Linked DNA regions of Sus scrofa: region 2 is linked to region 1. The links are chromatin contacts, called in public HiChIP or PLAC-seq maps. All regions are on one chromosome and are shown on one strand. Each heading gives the region's core, a stretch centred on a gene start, on an enhancer-like site or on the middle of the called end of the contact. The rest is flanking DNA. Distances are from core to core; before and after follow the strand shown. Region 1 overlaps ZNRF1 (a long non-coding RNA gene). Region 2 holds the start of ZNRF1 (a long non-coding RNA gene).

Region 1 (2,700 bases), core at 115-2,614:
TCTGTAGCTCAGAGCATTGCCCCCCACCCCCGAAGAGACGAGGGTTGGAGAAGACTTCCTGCAGAGTGCTTGTGCCCTGCGTGGGAACGAGGGGGCTGCCATGCTTCCTGTCTCGGCATCACCAGCTGTCGCAGTTGAGGGCTTTCCAACCAGAGTGAGCGGGGCCCTTTGGGAAGGACGCTGGCGAAGGTGTGGCCGCCTCTTCTCCTGGAGCAGCTGAAGGCGAACGTGAACTCTGGCCTCATGACCCCTCACCTCGTTTACGCCTCAGTAGATGTTGCTGGTGGATGTGACCAGCACCCAGGGAAACTGCGCGTAGGATGTTCTGACGGAAAATTAGCTGAAGAGTCAAACCCTGACAGCGGTATTTAGATGGGCTGTATTTGACCTAGGAATTCCAGGCTGAGGAAGCAGGGGTTATGGTCACAAAAGGGAGAAGCTGTGATGTGTAAAATTTGATGTGGAGAAATGAATAACTTTTCAGTGGTGTTGGATCTTTTTAGCAGAATGGAAAAGAAACAATCCATTTGAAAATAATTTTTAATAAAAGCAAAATGGGGAAATTGGAAATAGTGTTTCTGTATTCATAAAAGTAGGGTTTTTTAAAATTATTTTAGGAGATCCCGTCGTGGCGCAGTGGTTAACGAATCCGACTAGGAACCATGAGGTGTGGGTTTGATTCCTGGCCTTGCTCAGTGGGTTAAGGACCCAGCGTTGCCATGAGCTGTGGTGTAGGTCGCAGACGAGGCTTGCATCTCTCGTTGCTGTGGCTCTGGCTTAGGCCGGTGGCTACAGCTCCGATTCAACCCCTAGCCTGGGAATCTCCATATGCCTCGGGATCGGCCATAGAAAAGGCAAAAAGGCAAAAAATAAAATAAAATTTAAAAAAATAAAAATTATTTTAAAAATAGATCAAAGGGAATTCCCACTGTTGCTCAGCGGCAACGGATCTAACTGTTATCCATGAGGACGAGGGTTCGATTCCTGTCCCCACTTAGTGGGTTAAGGATCTGGCATTGCCATGAGCTGTGGTATAGGTCACAAGATTCAGCCCGGATCCTGCGTTGCTGTGACTGTGGTGTAGACTGGCAGCTGCAGCTCTGATTTGACTCCTAGCCTGGAAACTTCCCTGTGCCGCAGGTGTGGCCCTAAAAAGCTAAACAAACAAACAAATAAATAAATAAAATAGATCAAAGAACTAGGTTTGTTTAGAGGAGTTCTACTCAGAGAGTCTCCACCCACATCTTCACTACTGTACCGTCCCGTGAACGTCCTTGGGTGTAAACCTCGACCTCCTCAGGAGCAGGACTGCAGGGTCTGTGGCCTGTCATTATGAAACAGCTGTTACTCCTGGTGGCATGTGGCAAGGCATGTGTGGCATTTGGGAGTGCTCTGGAGGGCCACCCGCCACTCCACTCCACGGACAGCTGCGGAGCTGCAGGAAGGAAAGGTGCCGGGCGAGGCACGTGGTTGCCCATGACTAGAGGGATTCCTTCGCAGGGGCTCTGGCCGCGTGGGCTGAGGACTGTGAGGCAGAGGGTGTTAAACTCTTCAGTAGTCAAAGACAGGTTATTCAGTCGATGCCTGCCTATCCCTCAGCCCACTGGATCCCCTCGAGAAGGGGTTGAAAAGAAAACAATCAGCTGTCCGTGGCTTCTGATAAACTTCAGCTAGGGGCACAGCGAGGTGAACCCCAGTAAGAAATTGGGAGATGGAGGCTGCAATAAAAAACAAAGTTTTGCCTGCCTTAATGAAGGAACAGTCAGTTGTAGGGTGTATCTTCTTTTTTTTTTTTTTTTTGTCTTTGTCTTTGTCTTTTTAGGGCTCCACCCATGGCATATGGAAGTTCCCAGGCTAGGGGTTGAATTGGAGCTGCAGCTGCTGGCCTGTGACAGACGCTGGCAACGCAGGATCCAAGCTTCATCTGCAGCCTACATCACAGCTCACAGCAATGCTGGATCCTTAACCCACTGAGCTGGGCCAGGGATTAAACCAGCGTTCTCATGGATACTAGCTGAGTTCATTACTGCTGAGCTACAGCAAGAACTCCTGTAGAGTTTGTCTTGATTGTAATTCCCCACGTTGACTCTGACCCCACATCCATGCAGCCATAGTCATTTAAGAGTTCCCACATTCATTATCGATATGCTTGGTTTGGAAAAAACATTTCATTCTGTTTCCTCTTTTTCAGGTTTCAAGTGCCCCATTTGCTCCAAGTCTGTGGCTTCCGATGAGATGGAAATGCACTTTATAATGTGTCTGAGCAAACCTCGCCTCTCCTACAATGGTAAGGGCTTGGCCAGTGGCGGGGGGGCGCTCTGAGCCAGGGTCTTCCCGCCCTCGAGTGGCTCTGCCCAGCATTGCCACCCCACCTTCGGCAGGAGTGCCTACACGGTGGTGAGCAAGCTGCTATTTGGGAGCCTTGCTGTGCTGGGGTGGGGAGAAGTCGGGGTGGAACAGGGAGGAAGGCACAGGGGTGGGGCGGGAAGTCTAGGTGGCCCAGGCTGCCGGGTCTTTTCTTCTGCCTGCTCCGTTCCTCACACCTCTGGTCGGGAGACAGGCCTTGGTCACACGGCTGACGGCCGGGGGCTCAAAGGGAGCGCCAGCTCTCTGTGGGGAAGGGGCGTCTGCCGTGGTATGCAGAGTGCAGAGCAAGTGCAACATGTGGACACCCTGTAGGGGTTAAAAACGCTCACCTGC
Region 2 (2,700 bases), core at 2-2,501, 97 kb before region 1:
CCCTGCCCCCAGCAATGGGTTAAGGATCCAACATTACTGTAGCTGTGGCATAGATTGCAACTCTGGCTCAGATTCAATCCCTGGTCCAGGAACTCCACACGCCACCCGTGGCCAAAAAAGAAAAGAAAAGAAAAGGTGCTGAATGAATGAATGAATGAATGTTAGTGAGAATAAGAGAGATTGCAAAATTCAGACTTGGTCAGCAAATCTTTATTGAGTACCGGCTCTGTGATAGACCCTGTGGTGCATGCCAAGATAAATGGTGAACAAAACAGGGGTCCCACCGTGAACTAGAGTGTTTCTAAAATCACTAGTTCTAGCTGTATTATTCCATCTCATGTCCATATCTTTTCACTTTTTATCATACATCTAATGATCATCAGAATCACATTTTAGCTAAGGAATCTATCCATTTGATTAAGGACAAAATAGAAAGTTCTGATCTACTGTCAGCAAAAACTGGAGTCACAAGGGCCCCGGTGCTCCATTTACCCCCAACAACTAAGAATTCCCCAAATGCTAAGTTTCCTGATTTTTTTTTTTTTTTTTTTTTTTTTTTTTTTTGCCTTCTCTAGGGCCGCTCCCGCGGCACATGGAGATTGCCAGACTAGGGGTGAAATCGGAGCTGTAGCCACCGGCCTACGCAGAACCACAGCAATACAGGATCCGAGCCGCGTCTGCGACCTACACCACAGCTCACGGCAATGCCAGATCCCTAACCCACTGAGCAAGGCCAGGAATCGAAGCCGCAACCTCATAGTTCTTAGTCGGATTCGTTAACCACTGCGCCACAGCGGGAACTCCTAAGTTTCCTGATTTTTAGGGGTTCTTGGATGAGGAACCTCAGATAGAACGCATAGCATGTCCACCAGAGGGTGCTGTGGGGGCAAATTTGCGCCGGGTGGGGAGCTTGACCGCTGACCCTCAGAGCCAGGTAGGCGTCTCGAGTAATTTTTTTTCTTCCTTGGGTTTCCTTCCCACCCCTGGAACCATGGCCGCCCCTCGCCCCCCAGGTAGGTTCCCTCCTTTCCCAGTAAGCGGCTACTTTCGGGGGCTTAAAGAGTGCTTGCTTTGAAAAGACGCCTAGCTTTTGGTCCCGACGCCCCATGGCTCAGGCCCCTCAGGTCAGGGCGGATTGGGTGGGTGGGACTTCTCGGGCGCCCGCGGCCTTGCGCCGCAGGGGCGGGGAAAGGGTTAACCCGGCGGGAGGGGGAGGGGGGAGGGGGCGCGGGCCGCGCCTGCGCTCTGCCGCCCTCCATTGTCTCCACGGCGGCGAGGAGCGCCGGAGAGCGCAGTCCCGGACCAAGCAGGGCGGCGCGGCTCGCCGGGAAGGCGGCGGCTGCTGGAGCGGGCGCGACGCGACGCTATCACCGCTTCCCGAGCTCTGTCTGGCCTCCCAGCGCCGCGGCCCTCCCGAGGCCTGGAGGGGTCCGGGCCGCCGTCCATGGTCGCGGCGTCCTGAGGCGGGGGACGCGCCCGGCGCCCCCAGCCCTCCTCCGCCTCCTGCTTTCGGGCGGGCGGCCTCCTCCGGCGCCTCCCTGCGCCCGCCCGCCTGCTCGCCCGCCGCCTCCCTCCCTCCTTCCCTGCGGCTCCCCCGGCTTTCGGGAACCCGGGGGCGGCCTGTGGCGCGCCGAGCCCGCGGCGGACTGCGCCTCTTTGGACCTTGAGGGGAAACATGCGTTTGGCTTGGATCGGTTTAAATTCTTAGTTTGGGATCCCCGCCCGCCTGCCTCTTCCGCCCCGCGGGTTTTCTTTTCTCTTTTTCTTTTTTTTTGTCCTTTTCCACCTCCCAGTCTCCTTTTTGACTCCCTCCCCCTTTATGCTCGCCCAACCCTCCCCCGGTTGCTGAGAAGTGGGGGAGGGTCTCGGCCTCCAGGTTCCCGCCCCACCGGGGCCCGGGCGAGCATGGGGGGCAAGCAGAGCACGGCGGCTCGTTCTCGGGGCCCCTTCCCTGGGGTCTCCACCGATGACAGCGCCGTGCCCCCGCCGGGAGGGGCGCCCCACTTTGGGCACTACCGGGCAGGCGGCGGGGCCATGGGGCTGCGCAGCCGCTCGGTCAGCTCGGTGGCGGGCATGGGCATGGACCCCAGCACGGCCGGGGGGGTGCCCTTTGGCCTCTACACCCCCGCCTCCCGGGGCACCGGCGACTCGGAGAGGGCGCCCGGCGGCGGAGGGTCGGCGTCCGACTCCACCTATGCCCACGGCAATGGTTACCAGGAGACGGGCGGCGGTCACCATAGAGACGGGATGCTGTACCTGGGCTCCCGAGCCTCGCTGGCGGATGCTCTACCTCTGCACATCGCACCCAGGTGGTTCAGCTCGCACAGTGGTGAGTCTGCGGGTGGTGGAGGCCTCGGAGGGTGGAGTTCAAGGGAGGGCGCGCCGGGGCGCCCCACACCTTCGCGCGCGTGCGGGGATTTGGAGGTGGAGTGCGCGACCTGAATCTGTCTTCCCTTTGATTCCCGAAGCCAAGGGATGAATGGGATCCCTACCCTATAGAAAAGAGGCTTCCTGAGAGGCTGCGGAGCTGGGCGTATTAGGACTTCAGGCGTTGGTTCACTTGTGGATGCTTATTCAAGTCCCATTCATTGGCATCCTCAGCCTCAGAGAGGTCTGGTCTGGCTTTATAGCAAGTCGGCCTGGGTGCTTCCTTTCTTTTCCTGCTGCATTGTGCTTGCCTTACCTGGAACAGAGAGAGGG

Evidence for each region. HiChIP or PLAC-seq counts read pairs in DNA pulled down with a chosen protein or histone mark.
Region 2: an H3K27ac HiChIP or PLAC-seq map of skeletal muscle shows a contact between it and region 1. The contact joins the promoter of ZNRF1 here to the enhancer-like site in region 1. A contact is called at or near these places in 2 of 5 promoter capture datasets (fetal liver and liver), 7 of 47 Hi-C or Micro-C datasets (alveolar macrophages, embryonic fibroblasts, fetal skeletal muscle and 4 more) and 2 of 2 datasets of contacts at active chromatin or transcription factors (alveolar macrophages and skeletal muscle).

Annotation. Positions count from the first base shown.
Region 1 is chr6:12,570,110-12,572,809 of Sscrofa11.1, reverse strand. It overlaps ZNRF1 (a long non-coding RNA gene), which reads left to right. Exons shown (of 5, transcript XR_002344499.1): 2 at 2,192-2,287. Among named protein-coding and RNA genes, the nearest start is that of ZFP1, 22 kb to the right of the region's middle. Within about 2 kb of position 1,364, at least 10 of the 83 cell types and tissues checked have an H3K27ac peak or open chromatin away from gene starts, as enhancers often do. A contact at or near this core is called in skeletal muscle, where this site is marked.
Region 2 is chr6:12,667,358-12,670,057 of Sscrofa11.1, reverse strand. ZNRF1 (a long non-coding RNA gene) reads left to right here and starts at 1,251. Exons shown (of 5, transcript XR_002344499.1): 1 at 1,251-2,329.